Regions from separate parts of the Gossypium hirsutum genome. Here region 2 is linked to region 1. A link is a contact called in public Hi-C data. All regions are on one chromosome and are shown on one strand. Each heading gives the region's core, a stretch centred on a gene start, on an enhancer-like site or on the middle of the called end of the contact. The rest is flanking DNA. Distances are from core to core; before and after follow the strand shown. Region 1 holds the start of LOC121203161. Region 2 holds the start of LOC121204613.

Region 1 (5,730 bases), core at 991-3,490:
ATATACAAATATAACATACATGCTTAACAGTACATTACATACATAATATAATAACAATTTAAAAACATAACATACATACATACATACATAAACAGTAAAGAAACATACATAATAAACTTACCTTTTACACTCAATCTCTTAAACGCTCAAAGAAAATCCCCGTCACTCACGAATACCAACAAAAAAATAAAAGTAAGATATAATACGAATTAAAAATTGGAAGTCAGATATAATACGTACAAAAAAAATCAAATTGTGAGAATGAGTCCAAACAAAAGGGTTTATTTAAAAAAAACATAAAAAAAACCCATCGAAGATGAAAAAGCTTTGTATGCTAAAAATATAAAAATCTTAATTCGATGATGAAAATAACCCATAAAAATAGAGTGAAATTCCTGTAATCAATGGTCGAAATATGGCAATCTTGATTTGACTACTATAACAAATAGTTGGGTAATCGAAAGGGATGACTAGTTGATGATGAAACAAGGGTTTTTTCCAGACAGATGAGTGGGTAATCGAAAGGGTATTTGAGATTGTGAAAGGTTTCAAACAAATTGAGGGTTTTCTTTCAAACAAATTGAGGGTTTTCTTTCAAACAAATTGAATAAACGGTTTCTCAGATGAAGAATCAATATCAAATATGAGATTGTTTATAACTATTATTTAACTTTTGATCTTAAAAAAAAAAAACCTAATAGTTTTCTTTTAGATGAAGAATCGAAAAATTTTTCCCCAAACAATTCAAAGCCCGATGCTAAACTTTTAATTCTTTCTTATTTTTTTAAATTTTAATTAATGTTTTCTTTAAATTTTTTTTCAAAAGGATCGGGTCAACAGATGAAAAAAAAAAGGTGTTAAATAGGGTTTCCAAATTGCGACATGTGACGGTGCACGATTGGCTAGCGCTTCCACATCAGCAAAATTTAAACGATGTTAGGCTCAGGTATCAAACTAATGGATGGAAAAAAAAGTTTGGAAATCAATCTTGAGCAAAAAAAAAACCATAGGTACCAATCTGGGAGAAGTAGACAAGTTCAGGTACTAACTTTATATTTTCCCAAAAAAGTTTGACATATCTTTTGGTTTACATTGTCGTACTTAAAATAAATATTTTATTTTCTCAAAAATATTTTTTGATATTACTAATAAACATTATTAAAATTTTTAAAAGCATTTTTTGAAAAACACTTTTTAGAAAAAGCCAACCTCAGCGGTAATCTGACCTTTTAATTCAAGGTCAATAATAATTGGTAGATAAATGTTTTAATATTGTTGCAATAATGTTGGATTAGAATTTGGCTGTTGATAATGTGTTTGTTGTTTTGATGAATTTTCTTTTTTGGAAAGAGTGTTAGTTGATGCCTTTTATTTGTGATAATAATCATAGAGTTTTGTTTCTCGTTAGATGCATGAGAAGCCTACCATGATTACTTTATGTTCTTTTTTGTTCTTAATCCATTCAATTCATGCATAAATTCCTAAAGGTTTAGGATCAGCTGCAAATTTATCTAAAACATTAGTGTAAATGCATTTAAAATTTATCATTTTAAATTTTAAATTTAATGTCAAAACATTAATTTTTATTTTTATTTATTTTTTTATATTTAAAATATATTTTTAATTTCAAATAAAATATTAATTAAAACTAAATTAAAATTTAATCAAATACAATCAAATCAAAGTTTATAAATCACGTACAAAATTACCTTAACTAATTGGGATGAGACTAGATTACCATAATTTTTTAAATTTTATAATAGTTTCTTTTTTTCATTAAAATAATCTTTCAAAAAATTTTTAAAATTTTAGAGAAAGCTTCTAACAATCAAAATCTTGCATGAGGCTTTGATTTCAAACTTTTGAACTCATAAAGTTGTGTTCAATTGTTTGAACGTGACACATGTGTATTTATATGCCATCTCAGATCCGACAGGTTGGATTTGACATCAAATCCGAGTTAGTAGCTAACACCAAAGCTGATTGAAGGATAGGACTTAATTAATATGATACTAATAATTATAGGATTCAATTAAAATGTTATTGAACTTTGGGGACAATTGTAAAATTTAGGTATTATTTAGGGACTAATGGTGGAATTAGCCCTTAAGCAATTCTTAATTATCTTTTACATTGCGCCTAAGATTGACAGACGACAAATATGGGTCGGATCTTCAGCCCTGACCTCTGATGGGCTTAAATTGTAACCCGAAGACTTATTCCCGCTTTTCCTTGGCAATCCATTCACTAAAGCTGCGTCGTTTGGGTTTTGTCTTGCAAAATTCTCCACTCCTGGAGTAGTAAAGCTTTACCACTTCCCTCACGGATTTCCATTTCTCACAGTAAATAAAAAAAATGAGCTCCGACGACCCGAACCAACCCGGTCTCGTGATAACTGTGACCGAATCCATTCGCTTGTTTCTTCTTGCAGCCTCCAATGACCGTCGTCTCTCTGAAGAACTCCGAGAACTCGCTCTCACTCTTTCCTCAGCAGCCAATGCACCGTACAAGCAGATCCGAAGCATATGGATGGAATCAGCTTTTGACACCAGGCCCGAATTGATTTCTCTCTTCTCCGGATCTAATTTCGTTTTCACCAGTCCAAAACCCAGAGAGAAGGTAAATTGAAATCGATTTAGATTCTAGCGTTCTAGGTCTATCATGGTTGCATTTTTAAATTAACTTGTGCTTTTAAAAAAAATTTGAATTTGTAGAGCGAAGAATTAAAGGAGAGATTAAGGAAGCTTAAAGAACTAGCAGAGAGGAAAGAGTATCAAGAGCTTGTTAAAGATATCACGCCGAAGAAGGATCTCAATGAACCTTTCTCTACTTATAAGGATCAAATTGGCTTTGGTTAGTATTTTCTTTGAATATAATTTTCATATGGTTCCTTGCAAAATTTCAAACTTAAATTAAAGGAACAATCTAACTGTTGCAGAACTTACTTCAAATTTATATATTGCTGTTGCAAGATTCTTCTTCGTAGTTAATTACGTGATGTATGCATGAACAGGTTTACATGTTGCTCTGACAATGTTTACTGGGTATTTGGTTGGTTATTTTGCATTCAGGGCGTTGTTTAACCACAGTCCTATCATGGTACTTTCAGATTACCAACCTCAAATTTTTAAGTAGTAATGTCATGGCCTCATGGGTGCCTTAGTTTATAGATTATTTAGCATGGACTGAATATGCTGATACTGTTCATTATATTTGCAGAATTCTGCTGGAGGTATTCTTGGATTGGTTTTTGGCATGGTTCTTGAAACTTTTTTGTTCATTATTAGGACTTCAGAGCCTAACCTTAAATCGCTGTCCTCAACTTCGAGATTGAAGAAAAATCAATAGAGTAGCTAAGAAGAGGTTGGTTGTGTTTTCTTTTCTTGCTACCTATTTTCCATTATAAATCTACGAGTATGTGAGTTTAAGACTGTAAATACTAAATACTATCATATTGTAATCATAGGGCATTTTATTTTGATGTTCTTTTCCGTGAACAATATTACAAGGTAAAGGTTGTGTAGGATTATTTTTCTAACTTTGTTGAGAGTAGATAAATAAGAGAACAATTATATCCATCCTTAATCATGGTGAAAGTTACAAATTTTGAATTGGCTTCTTCCCGTCTATGACATATGTGTTAACCTTGAATTAATAATTCATTCTCTTTAAGAGACATAATATTATTTGGATCTAAAATTGCTATAAATATACTAGTGCTGCATGTATACAGAATTGAAAATTAGGTTGATATTAAGTGAAAAATAAATGAAAAACAAGTACATGTTAACGCACTCACATGTTAAGGATTTTATGGAAATATAGACATTACACATAATATGGATTTCAACTTTCAAAGATGATCTGAAAATGAAACTGAAGATTTTATGGAGAATTTGAACTTTATAAAACGAATAGATATAGCAAGTTGTGGCCTAGCTAAAATTTGATTGTATTGCTGGAGAGACCCAAATTCTGGGTGGATAAGCTAGTTTGAAGTTGGTAGGATAGAAACCAATGGTTGAGCTCTTCAAATTGAACTCACCCATGTCATATCTTTTGTTCTTGTAATAGTAATTGGCATGAATACAGTCATCCCCAAAATGTATGTGGTTCCTTTTAATTCCTTCCAGATTTGACTCCAAGAGTGAGAAAGACTGTCTAAGCCCCCAAAACAAGGTATGTTCACTCAAATTTGCTACTGGAATCCATTTCTTTAGATAGAAATCTATGATGTATATTTCGGACCTAGTGTTCTTAGCTCGGTCACCTTTACAAAAGTTAGACCTTATCCTTGTCTTAGATGGAATGATGGTAGACTAGATTGTGACATTGTTAATAGAAACTATAATTTTTGGTCCTTGAATTTGACAGCTAGATTTATTTTGGTATCTATATCTTTTTTTTTTTCATTTTGGCATTTGAACTTGATAGCTAGATCCATTTTGGCTCTTAAATTAGAAAAAAATAAAAGTTTGATGATGTAGAACTCTGAGATTGAGCCACATCATCACTTGAAAATTAAAAAAATTATATAAATATTTAGGTGATGACATGGTACAATTTTAAAGTATCACATTTAGTATTTAATAAATCGTACTAATGGATGAACAAGTTAGACCACTAATACTTAATTTAACCAATTCGACTGGTTCGACTGCCGGGCCAACAATAATTAAATAAATAATTAAAATTTATAAAAATCTAAAAAAATATTAAATTGGTTCAAGCTATTCAATTGTCGATCCTTGTCTTGATTTTCTATTTTTACCAATTTCAATTAGTTTTTGAGTCAACCAGTTCAACCTTTTTGTTCGGACCATTATATCGATCGGTTCTTGATATATCCAATTTGGTCCTATTCCAGTAACATTGGTCACATTTTCAAATCTTGACAAAATCTAAGTTCATTGATTAAAATGGATCTAGTTGCCTAGTTGAGTGATCAAAGTGAGAAAAAAATATATATCAAAGTAGATTTAATTGTCATGATTAGAAGTCAAATTTTATATTATCAGTAATGTGGGATAGCGTTATGCTTATAGTCCGGCAAGCTTTAGCTCAAACTCTATATGGGCTAAGCTTTGCCTTGATGATAAATTGTTTTGTAATTTGGTTCTGGGCTTTTAAGTCCATAGTCTTTATTTAGGGTAACGATTGTAAAGGAGAAGACTGAATTCACAGGAAAAATAAATATAGGAACAAGGGGAAGAGGATAATAAATCCCAAAAGGTTAGTATATCTATCTATAACTATTTATATTATTATCTAAGAATTTGATTGAGGTAGTGTTACTTATTAATCAGGTCTTAATTTAGTTGTGAAATTATCAAAAATTAATTGTTTTTGTAAAGCAGCAAATACTATTTAAGACTTTTTTATATTTTTATATAAAATCTAAAAAAATTACGTATATGATACACATTATGAAATTTAAACTCAAGTTGTCATATTATTTATTAACTCATTTTTACTATTTCAGCTGAAATCACATTTGAATTTTGTATAATTTTTTTTTTATAAATTTATCACATACGTTTTTTTCCTAAGTATGCTATTATTTAGTTTAAATATAATTGTTTTATAAAAAAGTAAGTGTTTATTAAAAGGAGGGATTCACTTATATCGGTGTAAAATTGACGTGATTTTACACCCTTTCATAATTTTTTCTACAATTGATAATTTAAAAATCTAATTGTCGTATTTTATTTTCCATTTATATAGATCATG
Region 2 (5,836 bases), core at 1,305-3,804, 210 kb before region 1:
TATCTTTAAAGATATTCCACTGGGATTTTTATAGAGCCTTGAAATGGGTTAGAGAAATTCCTCAACTATGCAAAAGGTGCTTCAATAGGTATTGAATTTTCTAAAATTTTTAAGCTTTAAATCCTATCTTTAAAATTAATCTAAAAACCTCTAAAATGTCATATAATTCAATATTGCGAGATACTCCTACAACATTATTTTTCCCCTTCTATTTTCTCTGCAAATAGAGCGTACATCTCATTTTTATATAACCAAAAAAACACGTTACTTATTCATAAGTCAATAATGAAACCACACTATCATAAAATCATATTTTGTTATCACTATGAAAATGTTAAAGAAAACAAAAAGGTAAATTACACTGGTAGTCACCTAATTATTAATATTTTTTTTTGGTCACTCAATTATGAAAGCTACAAAAATGGTCATCTAACTATTCGACTTTATTTTTTGGGTCACCAACCGTTAAATTATTAACAGAAAGATAATTAGACATCTTTAAAATTGGCATGATAGTAACTTTAACCCATAACATTTATATATTATGTCAATTTAGTCTTGATTCTAAAAAAAAATTAACCCTAAATACTTACACATTGTGTAATTTAATCCTTTTTTTTAAGATTTACTTTTATTTGTGACATTGAAGGTTAGTTTTAAAAGAATGAGAAAATAAAAAAATTATTATCTTGGAGTTTTTTTGTGTTTTCATTTTTGGTATATTCTCAATCAAATTTTGTTGATAGATTTGTTATTTTTTTAGCTTTTTAGATGAAAGGGTCGTAAAGAAAAACAAAATTGAAAAAATTATATAATGTGTAATCGCTGAGGGTTAATTTGTTTAGAATCAATACTAAATTGATACAATGTATTAATGTTGAGGGCTAAAGTTGTTATTATGCCAATTTTAAAAATTGTCACATCGTTTCCCTATCATCCATTTAATGGCTAGTAACAAAAAAAAAGTGAATAATTAGGTGAATATTTTGTAACTTTTGATTATTGGATGATAAAAAATAAAATCACTAATGGTTGGACGAATACAAGTGCAATTTACCCAACACAAAATTCACCATGAAGTAACGTTTATTCACTCATCACATATCCTTTTTTGTCCTCAAACAAACAAAAAACCAAAGGATCCAAAACTTGTTGTGCCTGAAAGATATAAAAGAATGGTGGAGAAAGGTAGGTCTTCACATGCAATTCTAGAGATCAAAATAGAGGAACAAAGCTTTTTCTTTTCCTGTCAAAAAATGTGGATGCATTTCTGGCAAAGAAAAATTAATTTTTTTTCTGAATGATATGAAAAAAAAATTATTTATTGGAATAATATGAATGGTGGATGAGAACTTCAAATTGGCATAACAATTGATGATTTGAAATAGCTACGAGGCAATAATTGTGATAGAAATAAACATGGAATCCTCATAATTTCAAATTGATAGCCGACATATTGATTTAGGCTCCCAATGACTAGTCATGTCGAAATTTTAGAATTTTTAAATATTTTTATTTTAAAAAATTTAAATAGTTTATTTTTTATAATTTTTATTTTTTAAAATAATTTTTTTTTGAAAATATAATCGGCTAGACTTAAATAAATAAAGAAGTCAAATACAAAAGTTCAGGCCTATGACACTCTAGACTTCCTATCCCATAATTGGCCTATTTCTTTAGCCATTAGTTTCAAAAATAATTAAAATAATTCTAATAAAACCTGCCTATTAATTGAAAAACAAATAAAAAGGAAGCTTGTTGAAATTAAACTAGCCGATTTCCTTCTTGTCCTTCCACATCACTGTCTTCTCTATGCTTGTCCATAGTTTATCCATATACCATTTTCAGCTATCTGTTTTATTTCATTAACCCCAAACAAATCTCAATCTGGGTTGTTCCTCTATTTTCTCTCCGGTTGGGAATGGTGTTGAGTCAGATCCGGCCTTCTCTGGTACGTTTCCTCATTCTTTCTCAAAGACTCCTTTGCCAGGTTGTGAGCATAGGCATTCTCTGTTCTTTTAATAAACTGGAATTTTATTTCTTGAAACCTGTTCATACTGCTATAAATGTCTCTGATTATTGTACCGATGATTGATTTATCCGAGTTCTTTGACTGGCATTTTTTGATAACTGTTTGAGAATATCCCATAACCGTTACTGAGGGAAGTTTTAGCGAGATCCCTAATTGAACAGCCTGTAAGCCTGCATACGCCTCTGCAACAAACGGAGATGAAACCTTCCAGTTGATCATTGACTTAAATGCAAGGAGTTCCCCCGTCTGACGCCAAACCACTAATCCCGATGCTGATCTGTGGTTTCTGTTATCGAGTGCAGTGTCAAACTGAATCGTTGCCCTGGTGTTTACATCTATAGTGTTGCTTCTATACCCCGTTGGAGAGGTGAGTTTCTTTTCTTCTAATCCTTCAATCTCAGCCATATATCTTCGAATATTCTGTAAAATCTCATCTTCTGACTCTAACTTCCTTTCGTGTACAAGCTTATTTCGTGAACTCCATATAATCCACAAGCCACAGCAGAGCAAGCGACACTGTTGAATAGCAGTATTTTGAAAGATCCAGGTGATCCATTCCCAGATATTTTGAACTATTCTGTCTACCCATGAGACCTCTAACTTCCTCCAAATCACTACTGTAACAGGGCAATTCAAAAAGACATGCCCACTGTCTTCTTCTCCATTCCCGCAACGAGGGAATAAAGCACTATTGATCACTCGCTTATGTTTTAGATTTACAAAATTCGGGATATAGTTCCATGTAATTCTCTAAATTGCAATCAGTATTTTTTAGGGTAGTCTTAGATTCCAAAGTTTTTTGTACAAATTCTTTGAGTCGGCCTGTAAATAATAATAACTGGGATCCATGCTAGCTTCTTGTAATAGTTTGTAGGCGCTTCTGACAGTGAATTCTCCGGTCGATTCTCCCTTCCACATTTGAATGTCGTTATGAGGAATTTTCGCAAGAGGAATTTGCATGATTTGCATGATAATATCTGTCTTCCACATTCTGGTATTTGGATCAATTAATTCTGAAACTAACTTGTACTCTTCACTTCTGTTTCTACTATTCCACTCTTCAGGTTCCTTGCCTGGTAGCCAACGTTCCTCCCAGATCGAGATCCCGTCACCCTTTCCAACCCTCCAACACAGTCCATTATTTAACAATCCCTTAGCAGCCTACACACTCGTCCAGGTAAGAAAAGGTATATTCCCTAACTGAGTGCTGTTGAAGTCTGTATTTGGATAGTATTTAGCCTTGAACACTCTAACCACTAATGAATTCAGGTAATTAATAAGGCGCCACCCCCATTTGGCTAATAATGCGATATTGAACTGACTCGTGTTTCGAAAACCAAGACCCCCATTTTCTTTTAAAATGCAAAGATTTTTCCATGCACACTAATGTATTCCTCGTTTTCCATGCCCCTTTTGCCACCAAAATTGAGCTATAATGCTTTCCATTTCTGAACATAAAGACTTAGGTAATAAGAAACACGACATAAAGTAAGTTGGTATATTGAAGGACTGATTTAATAAACACTTCTTTCCCGCCCTGAGACAAAAACCTGGTGCTCCAATTGTCAATACGTTTCTTAAATCTATCTTTTAGGCCCTGAAAAGATTATTTTTTCCTTCTTCCAACTGTGTTGGGTAACCCCAAATACCTCTCCGGATTTTCTGAACTACGCACCCCCAAAATGTTTACCACCTCTCGTTTATCTTCATCATTTGTATTACTGCTAGAAAAGACAGTGGACTTATTAAAGTTAACACATTGGCCCGAGCATCTCCTATATTCCCCCAAAATTTCCTTTAAAAAATTAGCTTCTCTACTTGTTGCTTGACCAAATAAGATACAATCATCAGCAAACAGTAAATGTGATACCTGTGGTCCGTTCCTACTAGCTTTAGCGCCTTTCACTAGTCCTTCCCTGCATACTAATCTCATTAAACATGACAGCCCTTCCCCACAAATGAGAAAAAGAAACGGGCTAAGTGGATCTCCCTGACGAAGTCCCCTTGTTGGTTGAAAGCTTTCTCCTATGTATTCGTTTACAACTACTGAGTAGGAGACCGTTGTCAAACATTTCATCAAAATTCTGATCACTCTCATATCAAACCCCATTCGTGCCATCATTTTTTTTATAAAATTTCACTCAACCCTGTCATATGCTTTACTCATGTCCAACTTGACTGCCATAAGACCTTTTTTCCCATTTCTCTTTTGTTTAAGAGTATGAAGAATTTCATATGCAAGTAGAATATTGTCTGAGTTCAATCTGCCTGGTACAAACGTACTTTAGGCCCTATCAATGCATTTTTTGATAACTCCTCTATGCCTATTTGCAATCGTTTTTGCTGTAATTTTATAAAGCACATTGCACAGACTGATAGGACGGAAATCCATCATAGTAGTATGATTATCAATTTTAGGGATAAAATTTATTTGAGTCGCATTAATTTGTTGAAAATCCATACCTTCATTTAGAATTTGTAAACAGAATTTGGTGACGTCCTCCCTAATGATGTGCCAGCAATTTTGGTAAAATAGTGCCGGGAAGCCATCTTCACCTGGTGTTTTGGTAGGACCCATTGTAAAAAGCGCCTCTCTAAACTCCTCTGCCGTATAAGGCCTCAAAAGATCTTGGTTTTCCTCCTCAGATGCATTTCTCAATACTTGATAACAAATGGTCAAGATTTTCTCGTCCATCTGTTGCAGATAAATTTTGAAAATAAGATCGCGCAATTCCCTCCATTTCTTTTATAATCTCCGTTGTTCCTCCTCCTTTATCGTTAAGTTTGTGTATGACGTTTTTTCTTTTACGCTGCGTCGCTTGGTTATGAAAAAATACAGTATTCTTATCCCCAAATTTCAACCAATTTATCCGAGCTCACTGTTCCCAGTAACGTTCATCCTTCTCAATCTCAAAGTTCAATTGAATTTTACAATCAATCAATTCTGCCATGTTAATATCATCTCTCTCATCCCCTGCAAGTTCTGATAGTCTAACTGTGAGCATATCCTTTCTCCTTCTATCAAATTGAGTTTTGACTTTTTTTAAGATATCTAGCTTTTGTAATAGGCTTCTAGAAGATGACTCCCATAAATTTTTGACTTCTTTATTAAAAGACTCTTCCATTATCCACCATGCTTCAAACTTGAATGCTTTAGTATTTATCCCCTTTTCAACCCTCCTAGTAGTAATTAAGAGAGGACAATGATCCGAAAAAGAGTGAGGCATATGTTGAATAATGACCTCCGGAAACAAACTCATCCATACATCATTAACAACTCCACGATCAAGTCATTCCCGAATATTTGTTTCGGGCAGATTTCCTCTCTCCCACGTAAACCAATTCCCAGAAAAGCCCACATCCAAAAGTTCACAATCCACTAAAACAATACGAAAATTCTCCATTTTTCGTTCATCACAAGGTAGCCCTCCTTTTTTTTTATGGCTGTACATTATCTCATTAAAGTCTCCACAAACGAACCAAGGCCTCCCATCATCATTGTGTAAATTCCTCAACACATTCCAAGATTCACTCATGTCTTGAGCATAGGGAGATCCATAGAATCCAGTGAGTCTCCATTTTCCCTTTACCTCCTTATCCTCAACCACCACATCAATGTGTCTCTTAGAAAAACTCCTAAGCTCAATGCAAATATCATTCCTCCATGCTAAACATAGACCACCTCTAGTATTAATTGGATCAACTTCAATCCCATTCATATAACCACATCTATGACAAATTCTTTCCATGTTATTTTTACACACCTTAGTTTCCATAAAGAAAACCACTTGGGGATTATGTATC

The links. Hi-C and Micro-C count contacts between places; a contact is called where the count stands out from the background.
Region 2: a Hi-C map of leaf shows a contact between it and region 1, with 4 times the contacts expected there. The contact joins the promoter of LOC121204613 here to the promoter of LOC121203161 in region 1. A contact is called at or near these places in 6 of 34 Hi-C or Micro-C datasets (anther and leaf).

The regions. Positions count from the first base shown.
Region 1 is chrA08:112,038,280-112,044,009 of Gossypium_hirsutum_v2.1, reverse strand. It overlaps LOC121203161, which reads left to right and starts at 2,240. Exons shown (of 6, transcript XR_005899765.1): 1 at 2,240-2,619; 2 at 2,715-2,853; 3 at 3,014-3,099; 4 at 3,220-3,363; 5 at 4,075-4,179; 6 at 5,132-5,730.
Region 2 is chrA08:112,246,239-112,252,074 of Gossypium_hirsutum_v2.1, reverse strand. It overlaps LOC121204613, which reads right to left and starts at 2,554. Exons shown (of 2, transcript XM_041074802.1): 1 at 2,477-2,554; 2 at 1,901-2,438. The coding sequence starts at 2,437. The coding sequence ends at 1,901. It overlaps LOC107918480 (a long non-coding RNA gene), which reads left to right and starts at 2,212. Exons shown (of 2, transcript XR_001690116.2): 1 at 2,212-2,399; 2 at 2,498-3,006.